Regions from separate parts of the Mus musculus genome. Here regions 2, 3, 4, 5 and 6 are each linked to region 1. The links are chromatin contacts, called in public HiChIP or PLAC-seq, Micro-C and promoter capture Hi-C maps. All regions are on one chromosome and are shown on one strand. The core of a region is the stretch at or near the end of the contact, and the rest is flanking DNA. Distances in the headings are between cores, read along the strand shown.

Evidence for each region. Promoter capture Hi-C pulls out the DNA fragments that hold promoters and counts their contacts. A called contact is a pair of places that touch in the nucleus more often than the background predicts. HiChIP or PLAC-seq counts read pairs in DNA pulled down with a chosen protein or histone mark. Capture Hi-C pulls out chosen DNA fragments and counts their contacts.
Region 2: an H3K4me3 HiChIP or PLAC-seq map of bone marrow-derived macrophages shows a contact between it and region 1, with 6 times the contacts expected there. The contact joins the enhancer-like site here to the promoter of Plpp5 in region 1. A contact is called at or near these places in 8 of 39 promoter capture datasets (the HPC-7 cell line, cranial neural crest, embryonic stem cells and 5 more), 4 of 115 datasets of contacts at active chromatin or transcription factors (the NIH/3T3 cell line, bone marrow-derived macrophages, embryonic stem cells and 1 more) and 1 of 9 other capture datasets (embryonic stem cells).
Region 3: a contact with region 1 is called in an H3K4me3 HiChIP or PLAC-seq map of embryonic stem cells, with 4 times the contacts expected there. The contact joins the promoter of 5430421F17Rik here to the promoter of Plpp5 in region 1. A contact is called at or near these places in 11 of 39 promoter capture datasets (the 3T3-L1 cell line, cranial neural crest, embryonic stem cells and 4 more), 3 of 115 datasets of contacts at active chromatin or transcription factors (bone marrow-derived macrophages and embryonic stem cells) and 1 of 9 other capture datasets (adipose tissue).
Region 4: a contact with region 1 is called in a promoter capture Hi-C map of stem cell-derived epiblast-like cells, with 3 times the contacts expected there. The contact joins the enhancer-like site here to the promoter of Plpp5 in region 1. A contact is called at or near these places in 4 of 39 promoter capture datasets (the 3T3-L1 cell line, embryonic stem cells and stem cell-derived epiblast-like cells), 2 of 115 datasets of contacts at active chromatin or transcription factors (bone marrow-derived macrophages and embryonic stem cells) and 2 of 9 other capture datasets (embryonic stem cells and pancreatic islet).
Region 5: a Micro-C map of brown adipocytes shows a contact between it and region 1, with 4 times the contacts expected there. The contact joins the promoter of Pomk here to the promoter of Plpp5 in region 1. A contact is called at or near these places in 19 of 39 promoter capture datasets (the 3T3-L1 cell line, 3T3-L1-derived adipocytes, the C10 cell line and 14 more), 1 of 15 datasets of contacts at CTCF or cohesin (the NIH/3T3 cell line), 21 of 484 Hi-C or Micro-C datasets (the 63-12 cell line, the Ba/F3 cell line, CD8 T cells and 16 more), 14 of 115 datasets of contacts at active chromatin or transcription factors (astrocytes, bone marrow-derived macrophages, embryonic basal ganglia and 11 more) and 4 of 9 other capture datasets (adipose tissue, embryonic stem cells, liver and 1 more).
Region 6: a promoter capture Hi-C map of liver shows a contact between it and region 1. The contact joins the promoter of Hgsnat here to the promoter of Plpp5 in region 1. A contact is called at or near these places in 5 of 39 promoter capture datasets (3T3-L1-derived adipocytes, cranial neural crest, liver and 1 more), 1 of 484 Hi-C or Micro-C datasets (liver), 6 of 115 datasets of contacts at active chromatin or transcription factors (astrocytes, bone marrow-derived macrophages, embryonic stem cells and 3 more) and 4 of 9 other capture datasets (adipose tissue, embryonic stem cells, liver and 1 more).

The regions. Positions count from the first base shown.
Region 1 is chr8:25,717,343-25,721,791 of GRCm38.p6, reverse strand. Plpp5 (phospholipid phosphatase 5) reads right to left here and starts at 1,744. Exons shown (of 7, transcript NM_028000.1): 1 at 1,641-1,744; 2 at 1,417-1,525; 3 at 1,147-1,237; 4 at 555-618; 5 at 6-130. The coding sequence starts at 1,702. Nsd3 (nuclear receptor binding SET domain protein 3) reads right to left here. Exons shown (of 23, transcript NM_001081269.2): 23 at 2,125-4,449.
Region 2 is chr8:25,222,390-25,226,838 of GRCm38.p6, reverse strand. It overlaps a transcript of Tacc1 not described here. Among named protein-coding and RNA genes, the nearest start is that of Tacc1, 23 kb to the right of the region's middle. Within about 2 kb of position 1,863, at least 71 of the 459 cell types and tissues checked have an H3K27ac peak or open chromatin away from gene starts, as enhancers often do. A contact at or near this core is called in the HPC-7 cell line and bone marrow-derived macrophages, where this site is marked.
Region 3 is chr8:25,304,383-25,308,831 of GRCm38.p6, reverse strand. It overlaps 5430421F17Rik (RIKEN cDNA 5430421F17 gene), which reads left to right and starts at 2,562. Exons shown (of 3, transcript NR_040352.1): 1 at 2,562-2,677; 2 at 3,112-3,206; 3 at 4,099-4,449.
Region 4 is chr8:25,351,489-25,355,937 of GRCm38.p6, reverse strand. It overlaps Gm39146 (a long non-coding RNA gene), which reads left to right. Exons shown (of 4, transcript XR_870260.2): 4 at 1,751-2,117. Among named protein-coding and RNA genes, the nearest start is that of Gm39146, 36 kb to the left of the region's middle. Within about 2 kb of position 1,832, at least 59 of the 459 cell types and tissues checked have an H3K27ac peak or open chromatin away from gene starts, as enhancers often do. A contact at or near this core is called in stem cell-derived epiblast-like cells, where this site is marked.
Region 5 is chr8:25,992,075-25,996,523 of GRCm38.p6, reverse strand. Pomk (protein-O-mannose kinase) reads left to right here and starts at 2,403. Exons shown (of 5, transcript NM_029037.4): 1 at 2,403-2,437. Gm31402 (a long non-coding RNA gene) reads right to left here and starts at 3,230. Exons shown (of 2, transcript XR_378826.3): 1 at 2,961-3,230; 2 at 1-112.
Region 6 is chr8:25,974,412-25,978,860 of GRCm38.p6, reverse strand. It overlaps Hgsnat (heparan-alpha-glucosaminide N-acetyltransferase), which reads left to right and starts at 2,117. Exons shown (of 18, transcript NM_029884.1): 1 at 2,117-2,336. The coding sequence starts at 2,150.

The sequences.
Region 1 (4,449 bases), core at 495-2,994:
CATACAGGAAGAATGTCCACTGGGGAAGCTCTTTCGGCCCTCGTTCACCACATCCTCGTCCCCCGTGCACGTCAGATCAGAATGGGCCAGCCCATCAGGGAAGCAGCGGTAGAAGAAGTCTGGGCGGGGCCTGGAAGAAATATAATTTACTCTCTCAGGAAGTATTTTTCAGTAATAGTAGATGTCAATAATCTGTTGACCACTAATGTCATAGGCAAAATAATGTAATGGGGTGAGATTAGTGTTTATACTGAGAAAAAGGCCTTAGCCACGCGGCCAATGTTCAAGAAAGTCTCTAGCATATGATTGTATCTTAGCACAGAGCAGCTAGTCATACTGCAGCTTTAGGTACATAAAGGTGGTCGCTGTGGGAAATACTCAGGACAGGACGCAGACCAGGTGGTACACTTGGAACAGGCAGAGGGCAGGGAGAGGGAGTTCTGGTGAGAAAGGAGAGACTAGTCTGAGAATCCGGGTAAACACTGCTTGAGAATGTGGTGGTGTGTGTGTGGGGGGCGCTCAGGGAGGTTTGAGTGCCAAGGCTTCTCACTTACCTGCCCACTATCAGTTTGATTATGTTGGTAAAGACACCATTCAGAGCTAGGGCAAGGCTGGCAGCTGGAAAGCAAAGAAGCCGTTAGTGCCATCTGCTTGGAGAAGAGTAAGCCACCACCTCATGAGTAGAGCCTTCATTGCTTTGAGATAGAACCCAACCAGAATAAAAACCCAAACGGCCTAGGGGCAGAGAAGTGGAGCACTGAGGAACACCTATGTGGCACCTGTGTTAATAGGGAACACCTGTGTGGTGTCTGTGTTAATAAGGAACACCTGGCCGGGCGTGGTGGCACACGCCTTTAATCCCAGCACTTGGGAGGCAGAGGCAGGTGGATTTCTGAGTTCAAGGCCAGCCTGGTCTACAAAGTGAGTTCCAGGACAGACAGGGCTACACAGAGAAACCCTGTCTCGAAAAAACAAACAAACAAAAAGGAACACCTGTGTGGCGCCTGTGTTATTAAGCACATTCTCATCAGTACTGCTTTTTGGTCTCATGGGGTAAAAAGACATACTTTAGGGGTACAGAGTAGCTGAACCCCATAGCTACTTGCCAACACTAAGACAGGAACAACTGGAACAAGGGCGACTTACCGAGGCAGGCTTGCTTGCTGTCGGTAGCGTCAGCTTTCCTTAGAAACTTGGCGAGGAAGATCAGGGACAGTGGAGTGAGAAAGGCAATGACCTGAAGGTAAAACACAGGGTCGGTAAAACCAAGTCCCTCCTGGCCTAAAGCACCAGCTGCCGCGCACTAACCAAGATCGGGGCTCAGATTGCCCACCAGACGCCTCGCCCTAGCCCTGGAACTCAAGGCAGGGGAGGAGTCCCTGCCAGCGGAGGAGGGCGGGAGGGCAGCTCACGCACAAACATGCGGCCGGTGGGGAAGTATTCCGCCTCCACGTACGGGTTCCTGTAGAGCCACAGCTCCTCGGGCTGGATCCGCCGCTGGAAGGGAGGGAGCAGCTCGGTCACCCTGGGGAGGAAACGGGGAAGATTGACAGGCTACCTCGGCGGAAGAACCTGCCGCCCCGAGCCGCTTAGGAAGTGCGAGCGCCCAGGGACGCCTGGGAGCGTTGACAGATCCTTACAGGAAAGCCACAAAGAGCAGGACCCGCACGCCCAGCTCGGCTCCCAGGGCCGCCGTCCCCATCCCGCCATACGTGCGGATCAGACGCTGACGTGGCCCCGGCGCGCCGTGGTTCCGCCCGCCCGGTGTCCAGCGCCACCTAGCGAACTCCGCGGGGACTGACTACCAGCGGGGCCTCCGGGCTACAGGAAATTCAGAGCTCATTTGCTGTGTTATGAGTACCACCTAACAGATCACCTTTGGGTCTCAAAGCAATGTGTCCTTCACCAACCACCCAGATCAGCTTATAGGACAAGAAAAGGAACGTCATTCTCCAGAGATGCTTCCTCTACAAAAGCAAACCAGAAAGCCCACTTTAAAGAAACTATGTCTTTGGAGCATTTCGAAGGGAAAAAACTGGGCTGAGGGTGAGTGGTTGTATTTTTGTGTCTCATTTCCCAGTAAACTGTACCATGAAATTACAGGTAAAGAACCAGCCCATATTCTTAAGTAGACCATACAGGACAATTTATTAAAGTCAACCTCAAGCAAGACCTGAAATCAATGGAATGCCATTAAAAGCTTTCCCACATTCTTACAGAAGCAGAAAACATATTTGAATTCTAAAGTATCTGTAAGTTAAAAAGGCAGGATTCCAGTAAATACAATGTACAAAACCTGTCCCACCAGCACACATCAGTAAGAAGCTCAAATGTTACAGGCAATCTCACATACACTACACTAGTTAACAGATATGTACAGGTTAACTAAGATGGTAGGCTCATACTTTGCAATAAGACATTGGTCAATAAACAAAATCCTTAAACTATATTTTGAAGTCATTAAACAGTAATGCCCTAGTAGAATACCCCTGGGGAACATTAACACTAACCCCTTAGTGTTAGGAGCGCCAAGTCACAGAAACTAAAGAGACTGACTAATGGATGTTGACACTTTGATATTTCACAGGTCTACAGCGTTCATTACAGGTAAATACAGATGTAAACAATCTATCAAGAACTTTATTCAAAGAACACAAGGTGAGGGTGGGATCTGCAGATATGTGTTTATTGTGTAATATTTAAATGGACACAAATGAATTTGCCATAGCAGTTGAAAATACACAAATCTTTGTATATAAAAAGAACTTTTTAGCCAGCTGTAATCAGTTAGCAACTTGGTTATTAGCGGCAATACAGTTACTTACCATAGGGTACAAAAAATGAGATGTTAATTGATAACAAAAGTGTAATTCCCTCATTCCCTTTAACTGACAAGAATTCCCTGTTGAGGCAAAATGGCAGATACTTGAAAGCCATCTGCACAGAGCAAGGCTCAGTCAGCAGGTAAGGAAGGCTTCTCGTCCCTTAACGGACGCAGTGAAGTCACAAGAAAACCAAGGACCGAATACTGACTTTGGCAACTTCTATTTTCCCTTGAACTTACAAGTCAATGACTTTCAGAGCCTACTGAAGGACAAACAATACTTTTCTCCCCCCTCCCCCATACACAAATACAAGCGCTCACATCTGCCACTTTTGCAATGGATTGACAAAAGCCAAACAATTGATTTTCCCCCCCTTTTTGAGACAGGGTCTCTCTACATAGTCCTGGCTGGCTGGGAAGCGTTAGGTAGGCCTTGAACTCTCGGAGATCCTCCTGCCTCTGCTTCTGGAGTGCTAGGATTAAAGGCGTGTGCAACCATGCCCAGTGGAAATGGGTTTTTGAAACAAAGGTTATACATAGCATTTTAGGAGTATAACATAAGTGCGCCCTCTTCCCCCCACACAAGCATATGTTAAACAGAAAGACCAGCTACCCAGGGGTGAGGCAAGGAAAGGAGAAAAAGGCAAAACAAAGACGCAGGGAAATCATTTCTCAACATGCACGAGCTCCGACCTCAAAGGTGCCAAGAAACCTAAGATGCCCGTGCTCCCGTCGGGAGGACTGCATATCTGACAGTATACAACATGATGCTTTCCATGTCTTAATTTTAAAACTGTAAAATATAAAATGAGAATCTGAAGTCCCAAGGAATTGAAGAGCCTGAATTCAAATGGGGTGGGGGGGTCTCGGTGTTAGGGGAACTGCACTGTACCTTTCCCTCCCTTTCTCCCCACATTCCCATTCCCCCACCCAAGGTGAAAACTGTGACACCTCAGTCCATACAACAATCCACTGCAAAGCTGCCTACACGGATCCCTTCGTCCATCCAAGGAGGGACCAGACCTTTCCGTAACCAACCATTCTGTTACAAATAAGCAAAGACCAAGTGTGGGCGGTCCTTCCTGAGGACCTTGCCATCCGATCACTTCCACGCTGCCCTTAGCAGCCTGGCAGAGTCCGGGATGGTCAGATGCAACAGCCACGTGAAAAGCAATTCAAGTCTAGAAATGAAGCAGTGCCTTGAGAAACATAAAGACCATACGCTGCTCACGCTCAGGGAGACTGAGGCAATTTGTCTCCCTCTCCCATTAGGGCATGGCATGTGGTTGGCAGCATTTTAGCTCCGTGGGGAAGTGCTGCAAGAGGAGTGTTGTTTTGACAAGATTAGCGGCAGGTCTTGGAGAGCCGGGTCTATGTTCTGAACAGATAATGGGAGGACTTCAAACTGTAGTCTGGCTTTGACCCGAAACAGTAAGAAAGTACTCAAAAAAGAAGCCACTGCATAAAAGCTGCCTACCAGTCCAGCCGAGTATTTCACATGAGCAGACAGACCCTCAGTATCTCAGATCCATATTAGTTACACACACTTCCGCAAACACTGCAGTGGGAGACACTGACAGAAGCAGTGGGCTGCAGGCCCTTATTATCTCTTTAGTTTCAAATAC
Region 2 (4,449 bases), core at 614-3,113, 500 kb after region 1:
GATACCCGAAATGGAAGCTTGTGTGTTCTCACGAGGACAAGATTAGAACTAGGAGATGTCCCCAAATTTTGGGAACATATAGCAGTAATAGGGAAGAGAGACAGAGTGAGCATGTCTGTGGTCTGTGAGACCAACCATGTGCTAACAGGGTGGATCCCTCATTCGGTCCCTATCACATTCTTACCTCTTGCCAGAGAAGGCGTTGTTCTTCAGTTCTGCCACCAGGGGGAGCCAACCACCGTCCCAGCCGCTCCACGCCCCCCCCCCCCCGCCTTTTTTTTTTTTTTTTTTTTTTCCATTTCTGGGAGTTGGAATCTTTCTGTGTGTCCTCATGACTTGTTCATTGGTATCCATCCACTGACTGAAGTGCAGTGTAAATGCCTGTTAGATGCAGAAGGGATTTGTAGCGGCAGTGTGTGTTTATAGAAATGCAGGTTTAAAGACAGTCCCTTAAAACTTGTATTGGTTGTGTGGCAGAACTTGTGGGTGCCTTCTGTGGTTTCTGTACAGCTTACGAAGGTCTTATTTGCAGAAGCAGGGAGACTGCTATGCCCCCCTTCGGAGGATAGCCATTCTCCACCAAGAGGGATGAATGGGTTCCCAGAGTCCCAGGTACCCTGTTTAACAAGGAGCTTAGGAATTCAAAGCCAGCATGAGCGCCATACTAAGACCCCGTTTAAAAGAAACGGGGGGGGGGGGGGGGAGGAAGGAGATTGGCTTTTTCATCTTCAGGGCTATAACACTATAACATCCACTTGACTGGCTCATCCAACATTTTTTAAATACATTTTTAGTTTCTCCTTATGTTTTTCTTTTGGCCTAGTTTATGGTTTATTTTGTTTTAACGGAAATGTTGTTTTCTTACCCTTTGTAAACTCTTTCCTTTGAGTCCAAACTCCTACACCAGAACTAGTGTGCTTGATGCTTGAGGAGTGTGGGGGTGAGTGTGGGGGTGAGTGTGTGAGTGAGTGTGTGGGTGGTTGGGTGGTGTGGGGGTGAGTGTGGGGGTGTGGGGGTGAGTGTGGGGGTGGTGTGGGGGTGAGTGTGTGGGTGTGTGGGAAAGTGTGTGGGTGAGTGTGTGGGTGGTACTTGGGGTTTGTGGGAGTGGCTTGTGTGTGACTTTGTGGGGACATTTATTTGTGTGGGAGATTGGAGTATGTATAGCTCTATGGCATATATATGTGTGTGTGTATATATATATATAAATATGTGTATGTGTATGTATGTCTATATATCTGTATAGGAGAGGTGTGTGTATGTGTGACTATATGCAATTGTGGTATGTATACATGAGACTATATGTGGATTGTGTGTAGTGAGTTTAATCTGTGATTCTATAGTATTATGTGAGGGGGAAGTGTGTGTGTGTGTGTCTGTGTGTGTGTGTGTGTCTGTGTGTACATGTCCTGTACTTCCAGCCGGACTTTCCAATAAACCTTCCAAAGAGCAGTAACAATTTGACACCTTGAGAGATCAGAAAACAGTGTCCCCACCCCCACCCCCCCCTCGGTCAAGCCGCAGAGCCCTGTTGTGGTTATCTTGTTTCTGTAAAAATACTCTAGGTGACAGTTTCCAAGCCACGACTTCTCAAGGACTTCACAATCAGGGAGGAATCTTTTGGAAGTTCCTCTCCAAGGGCGATAGCTTCACTGGTTTCTGAAGGTAGCAGCTGGGTAAGATTTTAGCTCTCCTTTCTCCCTCACCGCCTGCCCTGTTGCCACTACTGGATATGCCCGCCTTCCTTCCTCCCTCTCGGCGAGTGCGCCCCCTCCTCACCCGCCACCCCCACCCATGGAAGCTGAATCACGCTGCTTCCTTTTTTGGTCACAGCTGAGTTTCTTCCACCTTCAGAGCCCTGTGTTACATAAAATGAATCACTCCTTTGCACTCCGCTGTCAGCTTCAGAACGAATAAGCAGCTCCCTTGGGGTGCCCCGTCCACCCTGAACGCCACTTGATGGGAGATATTGAATGGTTGACTCTAAAGTGTGAGGGCAGGTGATAAAATGATCCTGAGTATCTTGCTTGGGGGGTGGGGGTAGGGGCACAGAAATCAGTATTTTAATGGGAGCAGAGGAAAAATTCCAGCAAAGAAGAAAGACTTAGGGAAAAAAATTTCAATTTGGTCCTTGTATGGGTAGGCAGGAGTGAATTCTGGGACCACAGAGGCAGCAGCATTTGGCCACACAGATGTACCAGGAGCTGTGGAATGAAGCTGAGGAATGGTTCACACCATCTGTGTACATATTTCTGGCGCCACCAAGCTGGGAAATGTTCCTACCAGGGCTTATCATAGACGTTTAACCCAGCATCTCCAATAGAGGGATGAAATACATTTAGAGACCAGGGACTAATGAAAATGCCCAATTTGTTTATCGCTAACACACTGCAGAGTCAGGTTTCTGCGTATGAAACCCCCAAACTTAGCTCCTTGCCTGGGATTCCTGCTGGGTACCCTGCTTCCATCTCAGAGGGCTTTTTCTCCTGGGAGGGTGTGGGTGGGCAGCCTTGAGCACATCTTCCACCCTGGGGATGCTGACTTAGGTCTGGAATCCTGCCCTGGGTTTGATCTACTAAACAGGTTCTGGTAAACACAGTTGAAATGTTAAAAGGCTGTCAAGGCACGGCAGTTGGGTTAGATGTGGGTCCCACATGCTCGATGGGTCTAATATGGTTTGGGGGCAGGAGAAAAGAGGGATAGGGGTGGGAGAGAATTTTGAGTCAGCTGTGAGTCACATTCACACCCTGGAAAGCTGGAGTTGGACCCAGCACAGGAAAGCATAAGTTCCAAATTGAAATGTGGATTGTGGGTGGAGAAAATGGTGTTCAAGAAGACAAAAATCAGAGAAACCTCTCATAGCCACGATCAGTCTGCTGAGCCTCTGGGGTGTGCCATGCTCTGGGCTTGAGAGTTTTACTGAGAGGGAAGCAGCCAGTGGTGTGCAGTCCGTAGACAGGCGGGGCACAAAGCAATGCACTTGGCGTGGTGAAAGCTTCTGTCTCTAGTGTGCAAGCTGAAGACAAATGCCCTGCCGAGAGAGCTCAGCTGTACAGATGGCGCTGGGACAGTGACAACCACGTGCAAAGGAAAGAAAGCGCATCTACAGCTCTCATCCCAAACAAAGATAAACTCAAGATGTGCCACGAGCCTTCAAGGCTAAACGACCTGAGGAAGACATAGTCTTCAAACTCTTCAGGATCAAGGCCTACGCAAGGACTTTCCAAAAAGAAGACCCCAGCCCCACAGGAAATGATCCCTAGACTCTAAGTTGTCTAAGTGAGGGTTTTACTGCTATGAGCAGACACCGTGATCAAGGCAACTCTTCTAAGGACAATATTTAATTAGAGCTGGCTTACAGGTTCAGAGGGTCAGTCTATTACCATCAAGGTGGGAACATGGAAGCATCCAGGCAGGCATGGTGCAGGAGGAGCTGAGAGTTCTACATCTTCATCTGAAGGCTAGCAGAATACTAGCTTCCAGGCAGCTAGGATGAGGGTCTTAAAGCCACAGTGACACACCTAATCCAACAAGGCTACACCTACTCCAACAGGGCCACACCCTCTAATAGTGCCACTCCCTAGGCCGAGCATATTCAAATGATCACACTTGTAGACAAAAAAATAAAAAAAGGAATCATAGAACTGATTAAAGATTGGGGGGTGGGGAGCGTATCTTTGCTAGTTATAGGTCAGATAGGAGATTAATATATAAAATCTATAAAGAACCTCCCAATTAAATACAACCCCCAAATCATCCAATAAATAGCCAGTAAATAGCCAATGGGATGAAGGCAGTTCTCAAAGGAAGAAATAAAAATGACCAATAAATATTTGAAAAACTGTTCAACATCCTTAGCTTTCAGGGAGCCGCAAGCTAAACTATATTGAGATTCCATCTCATTAAAATCCGAATGGAAGCTGGAGAGATGGCTCAGCAGTTAAGAGCACTCACTGGCTGCTCTTTTTAGAGGATCCAGGCTTAATTCCCAGCAACCGCATGTGCAGCTCACAACTGTCTGTAACACCAGTTCCAGGGGATCTGAGTCCCCCATGCTGATACATATAAAATAAAGTTAAATTTAAAAATTAAATAAGTAAATAAAGTCAGAATGGAAATCAGTCGATCCTCAAGAAGAGGAAATGTCCCTTTAAAATCTACGGCTCCTGGGCACACACTCGAAGGAGAATAAGTCAGCACACCACAGAGATGCTTGCATGCTTATTTGTTGTTGTATTATTCACAGTGGCCAAGGCATGGACACAGCCTGTCCATCCACGGAATGGTGAGGCTTCAGTAGGTATCTGTGCACAGTGGAAGTTTCTCCAGCTGTAAGTGATATCTGTAAGCCGATATCTGTGGGAAAGTAGGTATTATTATGTTAAGTGAAATGAGCTAGACGCAAACCGAAGACAAGTATTACCTTCTCTGACATATGGAATCTTGACCTAG
Region 3 (4,449 bases), core at 1,313-3,812, 410 kb after region 1:
AAATTATCTTTACAAAAAGAACATTAAAAACACCCAAGTGGAAGCTGGGTGTGATGACACATGCCTTTAACCTAAAGCACTCAGGAGGCAGGCAGATCTCCGAGAGTCGGAGGCCAGCCTGGTCTTCAAAGAGAGTCCCAGGATAGCCTACACTATCTGGAGAAACCCTGTCTCAAAACAAACAAACAAACAAACAAACAAACAAGCAAAAGAACAACAAAAAGATCCAAGTGGAAAGTGGCTGCTTGCAATTTCATGTTTAGTGTGTGGACAGCAGAGGAGGCCTCTAGGAAAAGCTGTTGAACCTGTGGTCCCCTCTGTCCTGGACAAGGAGGCTGCTCTTATCCCATCGCCAAGAGCCCCTCCCCCATTTCCTTTCTGAGCTTTATTTTTACTATTGGCATTCTTTATTCTCAAACATTGGCTTTAAAAAAAAACTTTAAAGAAAAATAATGGGTTCCGTCACATCTTCACAAAGCATGTCACACACTTAGATTGTTAATTAACCTCCTATCCCCACCCTCACCCCCACCCCCATCCCCCTTCCTCCCAAATAGTTTCTTTCCCGCCTTCATGTGTCTTTTAAATCTAGATTCCACATATCAGTATAGTCCTTTCTAGTCCCTCAGAACCTGCTGGTTGCAACACACTTGGGGAATGTTTTTGGCTCTTAGAGACAAACAGGAAGATCCAACTGAGCCCAAGAGCAGAGAAGAATCAGAACCACAGCTGAAGAAATAATGTGAAATGCAGCCCCAGGCAGAAGGGCAGACATTTCCCCAGGAGTTCGGCAGAGGAGCCTGCGAATCTGGAAGGCATCATCCTGGAACTGGCTGGAGCCTTCACAGAGATGTCTCCGCAGTCAGTTATCTATGGGCTGTGGCCATCGAAGTCAAATCTGGTACCCAGGGCTCTTTGGGCCACACTGCTTCTTCTTGGCCACGCCCTGAACACAGTCATCTGCAGGGTCTCAACTGCTCCCAGCAAAACACGTCTTTCCCCTCTACTCCACATAATGTCTTCTGGTGGGATGAACACAGGCCACGTAAGTGTTTATGAGATGGATACAACATTTATTGCAGCCCAAGCAGGAAGCTCGGAACCTGAGAGGCCACGCCTCCTGCAGAGAACGCCGGAACACGGTGCTGCCCACAGCTCCATGTGTCTCAGCCTCCAGGGCAGAAAGGAAAGCAAGGCAGGGAGGATTCCCGGAAGGAACCCGGCGCCATTGCTGATTCTCCTGAAAGCCACTGGGAGCTACTTTCAGATTCCCTCTTATGGTCACTTTAATTAAGTAAATAACCCAAAAGTTTTAGGAAAATGGCCAACGTGAAAAGTCCAGGGGGCCTCAGCTACCTAAAGGTTCACAGTTTCTTCCATGTGGTCTGGAAAAGGGACCCTTTTAGATACAGCAACAGGAGAAGCTCTGCTCGCCAAGGAAAGAGAAGACGAGCCTAGACTCCATGGTGGCTGTCAGCCAGCAAAATCCCACAAGGATTGTGATTTGCATTCCAGGCCTTGTCCTTCGAGCCTTGCAGTAAACAGCACAGCAGCTCCCTTGTACATTAGCTCAGAAATATTGACTCCCTCTCCATCCTTCTGGGAGCTCTCGGTGTCTAGAGGCTTCTTTTGGGTCACAGGCGGTCTCTGCCTTCCTCGGGAGGTTAAAGGGTTCAGCTCTTCTTTTATTACCAAAATGTGAATCCCATAATCACATTGCTCCCACTGTTGAGTTAGCTGACCCCGCGAATCGACTGTTTTCATCAGAGAGATACCGTGAGCTACAATGGTATTTAGAGTGACGCAATGCCAAACCGAGGGAAAAGAGCATTCAGAAACAGTTACTGATACAAAATCATCTGGGCCTTTGGGAAGGGGAGAGAAAGCTCACGGCTTCCTCAGCCAGGGACCTCCCTAATAGTACAGGCTGCAAGCTCATTCTGGGGTAATTGTAGAGGCCTTGCCTGCCTCCTCCTGCCTACAGTTTCAACAGGCTCCTGTTCTCTGCCTCAGCTTTCAGCACACACCCAGGCAAACACACAGATAGATGCACATCCGCACCGACTCTTCAATGGCAGGTAGAGTCTGCACTCACCATCATTCCTGTTAGCACACTGACTTTACAAGATTAACCTCAAACCGACAGTTTAATTCCTGGGATTTTTTGACCTACTATGTGTATGTGTGCGCGCAAATGTTCAATTCACTTGGCTGTGTTAATTACAGATGAGTGAGCCCTACCGCAGTCTTCTTTACCAGTTTAGTGATACAGTTTGGGGACCAATTTTAAAGTCTTTGAGAAAGGATAGATGCCAAAGTGCCCTGTTTCCCACTAATCCACAGTGAGCAGCTTGCAAACCATGTCTAAAATTGTCCTCAATTCCAAGTTCTTTCTATACAATCAACCTCTCCAATATAATAATTCTAAAACCTTTTCTTGATCTCTGCTTTTAATAAAGTACATTTAGAGAGGATATGAATTCCAGATTTGATTTCAGACTCTGGGGATGTATATTCCTCTTCTGGAACGTGTATATCCGGTCCTGGGGTGAAAAGGGGCGGAGGGAGAGAGTGTGTGTTTCCACAGCATAACAAACATTCCTTGTATGGCTTGTGCTGTTTACACACTCAGCACATAGGGGAGAGGCAAAGAAGCCTGGGATAATGTTAGAGTCAGGTAAGGAATACTCTGCTGGTGCCGGGTGCCGGGTGCCGGGTGCCGGGTGCCGGGTGCCGGGTGCCGGGTGCCGGGTGCCGGGTGCCGTTGCCAACCTCTTTCTCTTGCTAATGTTTGGAGTTTTGTTTTTGGGTTTGGTTTTTTTTTTTTTTTCCCCTGTAGATGAATAACAACTACAGCGAATAAAGGATCCAGTGGATTCAGTTTTAGGTGATACTTGAGAAAGGGAGAAGGAAAGGGAAAGGGAGAGGGAGAGGGAGAGGGAGCGAGGGAGAGAGGGAGAGAGGGAGAGAGGGAGAGAGGGAGAGAGGGAGAGAGGGAGAGAGGGAGAGAGGGAGAGAGGGAGAGAGTCAGATAGACAGACTTTGTTTGATCACTGTCCTATCAATTCCTAAGCACTTTTGGCATAATGACTGGAATCTCCCCACCCCTAGGTATGACCTTGCCAGAGACCGGATTCCAGTCGTGGGATTCTCCTGCATAAAGGCTGGAAGAAATGATCTGGGCTGCTGAGCACAGGAAGCAGAAGGTGTGCTTCTGACTCATAACCCCCTCCGCTCGAGTGTGTCAGAGCATCTCCTGTGGAGTTGGAGAGATGCAGCCAGCTGGAGCTTGGGGCTAGGATAGGAAGCTTTGTCTCCTGTGGTGGGCTTGCTACCCAGGTGCCTTTGAATCATATAGCTCAGGGTTGACTCCTGAGTGTGACAAACAGAGATAGTAACTTAAATCTGCCGGCTTGTGGTTCAAATGAGCCCTGTCTTGTACTTGAAAAGGAGGTTAGGTGATGGCCTGGAGTTGCCAAAGCAGACACCTCAGTATAGGAGGATTCTCAGAGACAGTCTGATTTGTCCTCTGAGACCCCACGCCACTGTGTCGTGGAAGACAAACTTAGTTTTCTAGTCTCGTTTCCATCTCATGTTCCGGAACAGATTTCTTTGGATAATTTTATCTCTTTTGGAGAAATGCTGGTCTTTTAGATGTCCATGTCTCCCTTTCTTCATCGGGGTGGCCCCTGGGCATATAACAGAGAGGAGCAAGCTTGCTTCCATACGGTATTTCCTGATTACCCTCTATGTCTGATGGAATGTGGCTGGTCAGCTCTCCCTGGACCAGTGACTGTATGTCCTGGCCGTTGGCATTCAGCCAGGGTCTGTTCTAAAGCCTATTGTTGGATCGCTTGTGGTTCTGAGTCAGAGCCCAGGTTCCTTTTTTCCCTAATTCCTCTCCTCCTTAACCAAATCCCAGCCCTGGTTCAGTGGGCTGCTGGGTTTGGCTGGGATGCTGTAACGCTATGGAGGTCAGGACCCTAGCAATGTGTCTGGTAGCCCTTGGCCCCAGTGCCATCCTGATGCCACCACAGACTTCCTCTCTGGTAAATTCTGCAGCCAGACTCAACCAGACTCTGTGCCCCACCCCTGCAGGAGCCCAGAGGAAACTGGGGTTCTTTCCATACCACACAGGAACTGAGGGAAGCCTGGGAAAGCGAAACCCCGAGTCCTTCCATTGCCGAGTCACTCTGTGCTCTTCAGTGTGTTCAGATGTGGCCACTCTCAGATGGGTGTGGTGAGCCTGTTTCCATGCAGAATACCAACCAAGAAAGAAGGAGAAAGGACATGCATTGTGGTTAATTTATCTGCTATACCTTCACACTAGGGAAGCCCAGGGCAGACCAATGTGTCCCTCCAGCTTTGGTCTCCCTCCTACTTTCCGAGGGCCTGGATAAGAAATGGGCCAGCATCCTGCCTCTACAATGTATGCTTCTTCTCTCATCC
Region 4 (4,449 bases), core at 583-3,082, 370 kb after region 1:
AGGACATTTTCTCAATTAATGATTGATGTGGGAGGGTTCAGTCTATTGTGGGTGGGGCCATTTCTGGGCTGGTAGTCCCGTAAGAAAACAGGCTGAGAAAGTGATTGGAAGCAAGCCAACATCTCTCCATGGCCTCTGCATCAGCTCCTACCTCCTGGTTCCTGCCCTGCTTGAGTTCCTGTCCTCATTGCTTTTAATAATGAACTGTTGTGTGGAACTGTGAGTGAAACAAACCCTTTCTTCCCCAAGAGGTTATGGTGTTTCATCACAGCAATAGTAACCCCAAATAAGACAGACTTACATCCAAGAGTAAACCTAATAAGGTGGCTCAGCAGATAAAGGTACCTCCTGCCAAGTCTGATGACCTCAGCCCAATTTCTGGGACCTTTATGGTAAGAGAGAAGTGACTCTTACAAGCTGTTTTCTCTGACCTCCATACACCCACCCACTAAATTAAATAAATAAATAAATAAATAGATAAATAAATAAAGCATTACTGAGAGAAATGAAGGAAGATGTGAACATACCTTGTCCAGGGACCATGCCCTAGCAGTATAATTAGGTAGAGATAGGGTAATGAATCCAGTCTGCTTGTCCCTATGCTTTATGTCCTCAAAGCTGGCCAAGGCTCTGAGGTGTTCAGCCACATCTACCTTCTGGGCAAGGTACCTGCATTTGAACCTTCCCTATCCTTACATTGTATCCTTACATTGTACAAGGTATCTATCCTTACTTTGTATCCTTACATTGTATAATGTATCTACCCTTACATTGTATCCTTGCACTGTATAATGTATCTACCCTTATATTGTACCCTTGCATTGTACAATGTATCTACCCTTACATTGTATCCTTGCATTGTACAATGTATCTATCCTTACACTGTATCCTTACATTGTATAATGTATCCTTACATTGTGTCCTTGCATTGTACAATGTATCTATCCTCACACTGTTAGGAATCTGGAAGCAGAACTGACTATATATAGATGAACAGCAACAGCATTCAAACATGGTTCCCCCTGAGAGGAACTTAGCTGGAACTCAAAAGAATGGCATGGGCAGACAAAGTCGGGAACCAGCCAAGTCCTCAGTTCTCACTGGAAGCTTGCTGACCCAGATATATATTTTTAAAAATCTTTAAATTACCCCCATGTACCAGCCTTCTTCCCTCTTTCACCATCATAGCAAGAGCATCTCAGATTGATGGGGAAGGAAAGGAAGGAGTGTGGAAGTCTGTGTTTTGGCTTAAGCATCTATCAGAAGCACTGAGGGCAGTAGTTCTCCTGAGCCAGAGGAAGATCTCACTCATTTCCTAGGTTTGGAACGCACCCAACCCATCACCTGCCAGAATGAGAGCTCTCCAACGTTGTACCTGGCACATCGAAGCCCATCCCGACCTTCTCCCAAAATATTAAATTCCTTTCCTCATGGGAGGGCCGCACCATTCGGGTCCTTGGGGGACACAAAGAAATGTGTCCTCCTTTAAAGTTGCTCAGCGACTTTGCAGTACTCGCCTATGAACGCAGCCCACAAGGAGGAAGGAAAAAGCAGCAAGGTCCCCCCTCCACCCCCACCAAGCTACAGGCCGCCCCTGGAAGGGAAAGCAGAGGGCAGTCACAGCCCGCCTGTTCCCCATCCCCTCTTCCTCCTCCCGGCTTTAATCTGTTTAATTATTTCTTCATGTGCGCTTCAGAGAGCCTGTTATTTTTATGTGTTGGTTCTATTAAATTTTTTTTTTCTTTCCCAGCCTTCCCTCTTTCAGTGCTACCACGCCAGGGCAGACAGAGCCTGGAGTCAGGCTCTGTGAGCACAGATCATCGCACAGATACAGAGAGCGGAGAGGAAGCCGGCAAGGGGAGTGCGGTTACCTCTGAGGCTGCAGCGGAGTTGTTAAGTGCAGGAGATTTAAAGCTTCATTCGCCTCCCTTCTAACTTCAAGCTGTTCTAAGCCCAGTCTCCCAGACGACAAAACTCAGACCAGCTGCGAAGGAAAGGATATTGCTCCCTCTGGAGCCTCGGGTCTGATTTAGAGGGTGCTTAGCGGAGGCAAGTGGGAAGACGGAGGTGAACGTTCCACGGGTCTATTTCTGGGGAAAATTTCTCTGCTGAAGACAAGGCCAAGGAGAAAAAGAAAACATGCCTAGGTCGTTTGTCATCCTTACAAAGGATAGGTTAAACCTGAAAGGAGAGTAGGGGGGAAAAATCAGGATTAATCCAAGGAAGATTCATCACCTGAAGCGGTGGCCATAGATCAGGATTATCAGGTGGGGCACAGTATGTGTCTCAGCAGGATTTAGAGATCAGCTGACTAGAAGTCAGAGGCCAGACCTCAGGAGGTGGTGGGTTTCCAAGTGTGACAGATTGGTGGAGGTGGCAACGTGGGTTCGGCCTCATATCCTACCCAACTTTACTCTGGGAGCAGACAGGATTTTACAGACCCTGGCGTAGACAAAGCCTGCGTATGAGAAACCTGCCCAAGAGAAAACTCTTCGTAGAGTGCCATTCTGGAGGGAATATAGAAGCTGACAGGAACAAAGAGGGAGAGAATTTTGCTGTAAAACTGGGAGAGTTTAAGATTTCAAAAACGAAAGCTCAGAGGTTAAGAGCACTGACTGCTCTTCCTGAGTTCAATTCCCAGCAGCCACATGGTGGCTCACAACCACCTATAATGGGATCCGATGCCTTCTTCTGGTGTGTCTGAAGACAGCTACAGTATATTCATGTAAATAAAATAAATACATCTTTAAAAAAATTAAGATGAGTTACCTTGAATGTAAGGGGCACAGTTCGAATCCTAAGTGTCCCCTTAAAACCCCACATAATAGATGACTGACCGCAGGGGCTATATTAGAATACCATCAAACCTCTAAAGGGCAGGGCCCAGGTGGAGGTCTTCAGGTCAGTGAGGGTATTCCATCAAAGGTGGCCCCTTCCTCCTTCTCTTCTGTTGCTTCTTGGCCACTAAGTGGGTAGTTTTTGCTCTGCCAGGTGTTTTATTATGATCCACCACCATCTCACCAGGTGTGTGGCTGAGTGAAAGAGAAGATCCTGTGTTTCCCTTCTCAAGATGTCTGCTCTACATATTAAGGTGGGGCTTTTCTTCTGGGAAGAACTGTCATGGAGAGCTACTGAGCACGTCTCCCATGGCCTGTGGAACCACAGTGACATTGCCCATCCTGAGTCAGGTTTGTGGTCTGTATGCAATGTGGGAATATCTTTTAGAAGGCTCCATCCCAGCAATAGAGTCAAAGCAGGGAAGCTTGAAGCCTTAGTAGGTTTTTTTTTTCTCTTTTCTCTAAAAGCCTTTCTATCAAACGACACTGTTCACAATTCCGGGACTTCCCTGCCTATGATTTCTACCTTGCCTACCTTTGGTGACTGTCACTGAAAATGTACTTATTCAACCCTTTTTTTTTTTTTTTTTGTCAAAAAGTATGGATTCCCTCATGTGACTCCTTATTCCTTTGCCTTCTCCTGTCTTGGTTACTTTTCTATTTTGCTTTGATAAAACACCATGGCCAAGGCACCTTACAGATGGAAGGGTTTAATTGCACCCTATGGTTTCATAGGGACAAGAGTGTCACCATTACAGTGGGGAAGCATGGCAGGGGGACATGCGTGGTATCTAAAGCAGCTGCTTCAGGCTCGCATCTCAAATCATAAACAGGAAGCAAAGAGAGGTAGGCCAGAGGTCTGGTGCCATTTTTCAGGTGCTATCTACATTGTATTTTTGAGGACAGGACTTGGCATTGGCCTGGCACTATTGACTTTGTAGGTTAGTGGGTGGGTGAGCCTTCTTGCTAGTGCAGGAATTACAAGTGCATGCCACCCCTCTCACTGTTACCTGGGTTCTGGGTTTAGACTGGGTCCTTACGCTTTACCAACTGAGCCATCTCCTGAACACTTCCCTCTTATTTCTTTATTTTTTAATTGACAGCTTCATTCTTTTAGATAGTGAATTTTAGTCATCCTCCCCCTGACACACACTCCTCCTTCATCCTCTCCCCACTTCAGCTGGCAAACTGCTCAGTAAACCCTCCTCCTATCCTTGTGTCTTCCTTAGTTCTGTGTGTGGCCCTCCGAGTTTAATTAGTACTTGCCCAAGTGTGGGTGGAAGGTTATTCAATGGAACAAGGGCAACGTATCTGTGGCCACACCACCGATGAGATGAGAATGGTACTTCCTTCCCAGGCCTTATGGGCCCCTCCCTCATTCTTGTTGAAATGTTGATGGGCCCAATTTCATACAAGTCTTGTGCAGATAGCCACAGCTGTAATGACTTCACCAGTGCAATAGCTATGCCATGTCCTAAGGATGTCTTTTTTTGCTATATGTCTCCCCATCTTCTGGCTCTTACATTCTTTTTGTTCCTTCCACAATGCTTTCTAAGTGCTCTCTCTCTCTCTCTCTCTCTCTCTCTCTGTATGTGTAATAGTCTTTCATTAT
Region 5 (4,449 bases), core at 1,154-3,653, 270 kb before region 1:
TGGTTTGGGCTTCCTCAGAGTCCATTTCCACTGGGTAGAAAGGAAGGCTTTACTGTGTTCTGGTCCTGCAGTTTTTGGTTGGCAGTCACATATGCTACTGTGGTGCAGGTGGCTGGGAATAAATAAGGAAAAGGCAGAAGTGAGAACAGGGATAGAACAACACAGAAATGAGGGTTTCCTCTACTTCCTGACTTAGGAGTCTTCTTTGCTGCTCCGTGGTTAACTAGAGGACTTCCAGGTTTTAGCCGTACTGAATTTAGGTCAGGGGAGAACAGAGCAGACATCCCCTGACCAGATCCATGCTGCTCCAAATGCCAGTCTTCCTTGACCACACAAATAGCTCTACCCTTAATTTTGCTTGGATTTTGAAGCTGTGCTTTATGGAAGTTTCCCATCTTTCTCGGAAGTCCCCTCCCCATCTTTTGTTGAAATCACTGTTTTATTGGCTTCCGGGGTGTGAGGATAGCATGGGCTCCTGGAGTCGATCCAGGTGCCACAACATTAAAAACATTTTTAAAGCATGGGATTGTTTCCCACCCTTAGCCATTGTCTTAGTTAACTTTCACCTTGTAATCAAATTCTCTGACAAAAGCAACTTGTTACTTTGTTTCATTATGCCAAGGGCACACAGGCTATCATTTCAAGACGGATACAGCAGCAGACAGTGAGTGATTTGATGGCTGCCCCATGGGAGATTGGCACTCAGACCCAGGAAACAGAGCGTGAACAGGAAGTAAGGCCTGTTAAGGAATCGCATCCTCTAACAGGGCTCCACTTCCAAAGCAGCCTGCCCCGCAGAGGACCACGTGGACCTATGCGGGATGCTTAGCATCAAAAGCACTACATCCATGTGCCATGAATAGCTCTTCATGTCAGGATGCATCATCACAGCATCACCTAATGTCACGTTTATTTGGTGTGTGTGTGTCCATGCGTGTGCATTTGGAGATCTAAGGATGACATGGTGAGAATCCTTCTCCCCTCCCCTAGGAGGGGTCCTAGGAAACTGAACTTAGATGGTCAGGCTTGGTGGCAAGCACGCTGACCTGCTGGCCATCTCTGTGGCCCCCTGCAGCATCATCACTTATTATAGCAAACTCTATATAACACACCTCCTGATTTTAGTCCTTTTGTAACAGGTTGCTTTGGAATTTATTTTATGTGGCTGGGTGTTCTGCGTGCTTATATGTCTGAGCACCACGTGTGTGCAGTGCCCTCAGAGGGCAGAAGCGGAGGAGGTCTAATCCTCTAGAACTCAGTTACAGGTGGTTGTGAGCTGCCAAGTGGATGCCAGGAACCCAGGTTCTCTGGAAGAGCAACCAATGCTCTTACCTACTGAGGGGGTCTCTCCAGCCCGTATCTGAGTCATTTTTAAGTGTTTATTTCAGTGGCATCCAATATATTCACATTATTTTACAACCATTACCTCCATCATCACCAGAAGTTTTAAAGCTTCACAAACTGAAACTATTCATTAAACAGTGTTCTTAATGGTGTTTTTTATATAATGCCTATAATTTATTTCTGAAATACTTGCTGTTATACATCCAGGTATATTTTCTACTATAAATAGCCCTGGTGCTGGAGAGATGGCCCCACAGAACCTGAGTTTAGTTCATATAGCATTGGTATCTGGGGGACCACAATTACCAGCAAGTCTATCTATCACTCCTGGCCTTTGAGTTCTCTGGCACACCACACACAAACGCATTTGTCAGTCTGAGAAGCAAAAGTTGCTTACAGGGATTCTTTGAAGGGAGTTTTGTCGGTTCCTCTAGTGCTTCCTAGATCAAGATTCTGGGTTCTTTAGCATGCTTAGAGTTTGGATAATAAACATAGATGGTTTTTGTTTTTACCCACACACTGTATGTTTTGATTTCAAATCTGGAAAATAAATCAGTTTAGAAGTAGATGATATGTCTGATTTTCCATTTCCCAACCTTACCCCTCCCATTTCACTTCCAGTACTAATACTAGTGTAGCACGCTGAGACCTTCCAGCCTTCGCATGACTTGAGGTTTGGCCCTGAAATCTGTGACGCGCAGCTTGGCGTCTCAGGCCAAAGCTCCAAAGTCACATAGTTTTCAAAGCCAGAGGCATTATCAGTGCACTGAGCCTCACTCTGCGATTTGCTCGTGTTGCTTTTCTGAGGATCACTCTTTGGCAGCCACCGCTTTGCAGAGAGTGTAGAGCTGTAGATCAGGAAGCAGCCCCTCTGAGGTCCCCAGTCCCAGGCTCAACCTTGCTGTTGCAGCCTGGCCTTCACCAGTTTGGCTAGAGGAAATGAGGACCAGGGTATGGATGACCGCGCCTACGCTGGCGCGGGCGTCCACTGTAAGGCAAGAGGCGGCCACCAGGAGGCAGCCTCACGCTCGTCTCCGACCGCTTCCGGCCGCGCAGGCGTCCTGGAATGCGAGCCGGATTTGGTGGTCGCCAGGTAGGCTCCGGGGCGTAGTGAAGCGGGACAGGGTTCTGTGGGGCCTTTCCAAGCCTGACCCTCCTGAGCCCCCGGACCCAATCCCAAAGTGGATCCTCTCATGGGGATCATGAAAACTAAACCGGGTACTGGTGCTGGCTCCTCCCGTGCTTACCGCGCACCCCTCCTCCGGGTGCACCATGCATTCCCTTTGGATGCTCACCACGCAACCCCTCTCCCGGTATCCATGGTATCCCAGTACCATGCACCGGGAGCTGCTATTGAACCATGTGAGCGGAGGCTGTCCGCCATGCTCTCGCTTTCTCTCCCCCTCTTTGTTAAAAACCAGTTTTAGACCTTTAGTAAATTTGATGCCCCCCGCCCCCACCTTCGCCTGTCCAAACTAAATAACATCCAGACTGTTTAAATAGTTATCGGGAAATGAAATTTAGTCTGAATTGGGTGACACCAGCTCCTTCTCGAATTGTGTAAAATATTCTGCATATTGGCAATTCATTTAGTTGACTTATTTCCCTTGACTAACCTAAGCAGTCGACATACAGCAGCTGGTCCTTTTTCACCGTTATCAAATAGCCTTGGTGTTTAAACAGTGCCGGAAGTTCCCGCTCTGCCGACCACACATACTCACTTCTTTAAGCTCTGGGCTGCCTGGGCGGTCCACAAGAAACAGGTGTGTTAATCGATTGCCAAGCAAAGAGGGTTCCGCATAGATCTGATAGTATGGATTCTAAGGCTGGAGAGATGGCTAGTGGCTAACAGCACTCGTTGCAGAGGACCTGGGTTCAATTCCCTAATAGCTCCCCACTGTCCATAATTTCCGTTTCAGGGAATCCAGCACTGTATTCTGACCTCCCTCGGCACCAGGCACACATAGCACATATTGTACAGTGTGCATGCAAGCGAACACTCCTGTGTATAAAATAAGTAGATTGAAAAATATGAATTCTGGGTTCCTGCAGCATTTTGTCAGTGTTGCTGGCCTTTCTTGCTATGGTCAGCTTTTAAAGGGGAAGGATTTTCTTGGGCTCAGCCGTGGGATTCTTTGCTTATGGCCTGTGGTCATTATGCTCGTCGTGGCGGGAGAGAGCGGTGGAAGAGAAAATTGAAGAGGGGAAGACCATGATGGGAGAGGTCATCTTACTTCCTGGCATCCTGGAAGCACAGAGACACAGGCTGAGGGCCCAGTGTCTCCTTCTAGGTCACGTGTTACTGACAGAAGCTTCCTTGTAGCAGACTCTGCCTCCTCGAGGTTCTGCTGCTGTCTGGTAGTGCCAACAGCTGGAGACCAAGTCTTTAATGAATGGGCCTTTGGAGGATGCTCACCCAGACCATAGGGGACTGAACATGCATATATGGTACTGGAGTATGAGTAGTGGGTGAGAATTTTTTTTTTTTTTTTAAGATTGTAAGTACACTGTAGCTGTTTCAGACACACCAGAAGAGGGAGTCAGATCTCATTACAGATGGTTGTGAGCCACCATGTGGTTACTGGGATTTGAACTCAGGACCTTCGGAAGAGCAATCAGTGCTCTTAACCGCTGAGCCACCTCTCCAGCCCCCAATAAAGACAGTTTCTGTGTGCTGCCACAAATCCCTTGCAAAAACCCTGGAAAGGGGCTGACAATTTTACATTCAAAAGTGTGTGTGCCTATGTGCGTGTTTCACACGTGTGTCATGGTGTACATGTGGAGGTCAGAGTGCAACATGGGTGTGGCTCTTGGCCTCCTGCCTTGTTTGAGACGGTGTCACTTTGTGGTGTCCCGCCATGTGTCTGGCTAGCTGGTCCAGCAGCTTTTCGACTATCCGCCACCAGTGGGATTACAGTACATCTGGCTTCTTTGGGATTCTGGGGTCCTCACTACCCATTGAGCAATCTGCCCAGTCTGCCTTGTGTTGTTTTCTTGGGGAGCATCCTTTCCTTCCTAAAACGGTATGAGCTCTAGGCTGCATGAAGCTTGCATTCACCCAGTGGCCAGGTAAGATGAGGGGGAGGTTAGGTTGAGACTTGACAC
Region 6 (4,449 bases), core at 868-3,367, 260 kb before region 1:
CTGCACAGTGAGCAAGAAGAATCCACTTGAGAGAAGCCTTTCTTGTGTCTGAGGCTGTAACACCAGAGGCAGTAGTGCAGAGACACTCACCGTGTGCTGGAGCAGCCCGGAGTTTTGGGCCCATCAAATCCTTGCCTCTTAGCACCAGTTAGCCTCTGTCAAATACTTGGCACCTTGATCTTCCAGGTTGACATCAGTCATACTGCCTTTGTATTGGGACTCTAGAATTATCAAGTAGTTCAAATGAAGCATGTTAGAATGATGCAGGGTGTACCCGTATACCTCTTTACTACCCAGCCTAACAAGGACGCTGCCAGTTGGAGCCCGCCAGGACACTGGCATGACATTTTGCTCTCTCCCTCCTAATCATTGCTTGAATATAGCATTTATCTTTCCATTTGTAAGAAATATCAAATATGAATCTTTTCTATCAATACAAAACATGTTTAGGACAGGGAATTTAAAAAAAAAATTTAATCTCCCCCACCTTGTAAGACTTTTATGAGAATGTTTTAATCCTCCCTACCCAGTAAACCCTTTGGATTCCATAAAGGCCCACTGCACTTATTTTAGGAATTTAACAGCCTGGAGCAGTGACTCTTTTTTCTTGAGTACAGCGAGACCTTTCCTCTTCCTCCTTCATTTCCTGTGGGCCAGTCTTTTTCAGACTAGCTAAATGGATAAGATTGTGAAGTCGGGCTCTAGCCACTCCCTGAGCTATAATAAAAACCAGATTCATTTCTATCTCGCTGTGTTTAAGTGTGACACACAGAGCACACCCTTGATCGAGAGGAAAGTAGTTTGCCTTGTCCAGACACTTCGGGTGCAGTGATGGTCTCTTTCTTTGTGACCCAGAACATATTTCTAACATATTGTGGGGGAGTCCACCAGAGAAGACTACTTGGATATGGGTTTAAGCCAATAGGAAGTCCTTATTAGCTGGTGAACTCTTTAGCACAACACTATACCCTGTGTTGCAATACTCTAGTTAAAAAGAACAGTTAGCCAAAAGCCAAAACCAAGGTTATTATCTTTAGAGACTTTCCCAGAACTATGGGTTTTGATGGATTTAGGCCTTTGTTTTAGTTTTGGTGGGTGCTACATTTTATATGCTGATTATAGAACATGAATGGGTCTTTCACTAAGGCAGTTGTGCTCCAGTCTGGGGATCCATTACAAAGAAATATTAAGAAACATGTTCAGAACTGGATTCAGTGACATTGGAACCTGAAACTTTTCAGCACAGGGTGTTTTGTTTTGTTTTTTCTTTTTTCCATTAAATCTTGGGATCCATTCTATACGTTATAATTTTGACCACTGTTGTGTTTAGTAACAAAAGAATGTGATTCTTTAAATGAGGTTGCTGGTATGTTTCTTTGCATAGTTGAATTTGTAAATGAGTCCATCAAAAAAAGTAAATAAACTCATTACAAAGCTAAGTGCAACCAGTTTCCCCTTCATCATCCTATGGAAGCCTCTCACAGGTGGAAATGGGAAGATCTGTTGTTCATTTCCACTGCTGCATGGCGCGATGCTGTCTCGTTGACGGCCATTCAGATTGCCCACACGATTTTGCAACTACAATTTTATTACAAACATCATGCCTGCCCTCTTTCGCGTGTGATGGTTTCTCCCGGAATACAGACAGCAGTGTGGTTTATAAGGTCCTCATCCCTGGACACCTTAAACTTCCACAGACTGGCAGCAACCTGTGCAAGGCCAGAAACAGGAGACCTTTTAAGGGGTGTATCATTCACTCTAGGTAGTGAACGCCCAGAGTTTGTGCGTGTAAGGGGGAAGCTCTGTAGTCATTTTTACTAAGGACTCTCCTAGAAGGTGAGTAACACGTATCTGTACGTTGAAAGGCTAAGATGCAAGAATTTAGAACGTTCAGGGAATGGTGAGGGAGTGGATGACTGGGAAAGCAAAGACCACTCTTTTGCGGTTTTCTCCCGATGGGACAGAAACACTGTGCAGAGGGTAGAAAACAGCCTGGCTGCCCTCCTATGGTGGACACTAGCTGGACGCATGCTTTCCCAGCTGGGCGGGGCTTAGGAAGCTTCCGCGGGGCGTGCCTAGGAGGGAGCGGCCCCGCCCTCTCCCCGCCATCCCCTGCGGGACAGGAGCGGTGACGCCACGGGAGCGGGCGATGACGGGCGGGTCGAGCTCGCGCAGGCGCCGGGCAGAAGAGCGCAGCTCGGCTGCGGGGACAGAGCGCAACTCCCGGAGAGAGGCTGTGGGAGGCATGGGCGCGGGCCCGGCGCTGGCAGCGCTGCTGCTGGCCGGGTCGGTGCTGAGCGCCACGCTGCTGGCCCCCGGCCGCCGGGCGGAGCCAGGTGAGCGAGCGGCCCCCACGGCTAGGGGTAGCGGGGACCGTGCGTGGGCCTGCCCCGGACCTCCCCACGGCCCGCGGGGCGCAGGACTTGAGCGTCGCGCCCGGTCCACGCTGGGGTGGACCGCAGTGCCGGCGTCGCAGGAGCCGCGACCCGGGTCTGGCTTCCCAGGTTCAGTTGAAGGACCTTGGGGCTGGGTGCTCTGTCCGTCTCCGAATTCACCAGGGGGAAGGGTGAAAAAATAGGAATTCTGGGACTTCTCTTGACTCAGGTCTGAAGGTTCATAGGGTCCCGCAACTCCATTTCACAAACTCCTATCGAGAGGATAGTTTGGGTCGAGGACTGAGGCAAGTGAACACCCACTTCTACCCCAAACCCCCACCCCTTACCTTTATGCATTGTTTGGGATAGGGCCTGTCACCTGGCAAGGTATGTCACCTGCCTTTTTCCTATCCATCTCATCCCCTTTTCTGTATAGAAATTGGAATGTGGTGCCTGTGTTGAACACCCCTTCAGCTTCCAAACTTTAAAAAAGACATTGAAACAATGCAAAAAGCACGAAGAACGGTGTGAGTTACAATTTGCAATTACAACCCGTCCTTGGGAGGAGAGAGTTAAAAGAAAATCCTGCTGAGTTTGGGGTCTGGCCAGGGTGTTTGAACTTTTCACTGCTGCTCTTATTTGAAGCTTCCTGGGGGGGCAATTCTGACGTTCAGCTAGGCCTGAGGGACTCTACATGCTCCCAAATTATATAGTAACAATGTCAAGCTCTTTCTGAGCCTAAAACCCACATGGCAAATCTAAGCGTAAAACATACTACTAAAGACTAAGAAGTAGAAATCCAGCCATTCTGTCCAGGAAAGGATGCTGTTGTATAGGGTGAAGAGTAGTTGCACAGGGAGTTACTCTCACTGGAAAAGGAAGACTGTCAAGAATGAACGGTAGGTAGCCTGGATAGATGACTCCAGCTTAAGAGAATTGGCTGCCCTTTGATACCACCTACCCATGTCAGGGCACAACCACATATGACTCAAGTTCTAGGGGTTCTGATGCCATCTTCTGGCTTCTTTGGGTACCAGGCACTCATGTGGTATGCATACATACATACATACATACATACATACATGCAGGCCAGGCACCCAAACACATTTTAAAAAATTAACAGGAGGAATGAAAAAGAAAATTATGACAGATCAAACAAATAAACAAGCAAACAAAACCCCTAAGAATACCTAGGTTTAGGAAAGCCGTTAAACGAATATTCCAAAACTCACAGGATATGTAAATGGCTGTGGTGAGCTTTGGGAGGACATGTTCAAATTGCTGTTTTCTCTTTATCCAGCTGAAAGATGAGGGAGAAATCCAAGGGCTGGTGGAGGCCGGAGGGACAGAGCAGATACGCTTGCGTCCTTTCTGGAGTGTGGTAACCTAGGAGTTAACTACTGCCCCTGACTGAACTCCACTCCTACCTACCTCCCAGCAGGTCGGACCTAAAGCAAGTTGGTTGGTCTCTCTAGGTCACACAGTGGTGCCTGCCTGGAGCACCAGCTACTTGGGAGACTGAGGCAGGAGGATATCTTGAACCCAACAATTCAAGGCCAATCACTGCAGTGCAGAGAAGTCCCCACAGGAGGGGGAAAAAAAGACTAATCTATCGTATAAGACTGTTAGGATGTGGCACACAGTAAGACAGTCATCCTTACCAGCTACGAGTCTATGATCTCTGCAGATGTCATACTCCAGCCCCACCGAAAAGGACTGGAATTTCACAGTACTTTTGAGATGGTATTAACATTTTTGAAAAGCTATTTTTGGGGAAAAAAAATCTTTGCTCACAGATGTTCATTCTTTTTTTTAAAGACATCTTTTTTTTAAGTTTTATTTATTTATTTTGTGTATAGGAGTACACTGTCATCAGACACATCAGAAGAGGGCATCAGATCCCATTACAGATGGTTGGGAGCCACCATGTGGTTGCTGGGATGTGAACTCAGGACCTCTGGAAGAGCAGTTGGTGCTCTTAACTGCTGAGCCAGCTCTCCAGCCCCAGAAGTTCATTTTTAAATGCTGTGTGTGTGTGTGTGTGTGTGTGTGTGTGTGTGTGTGTGTGTTTGTG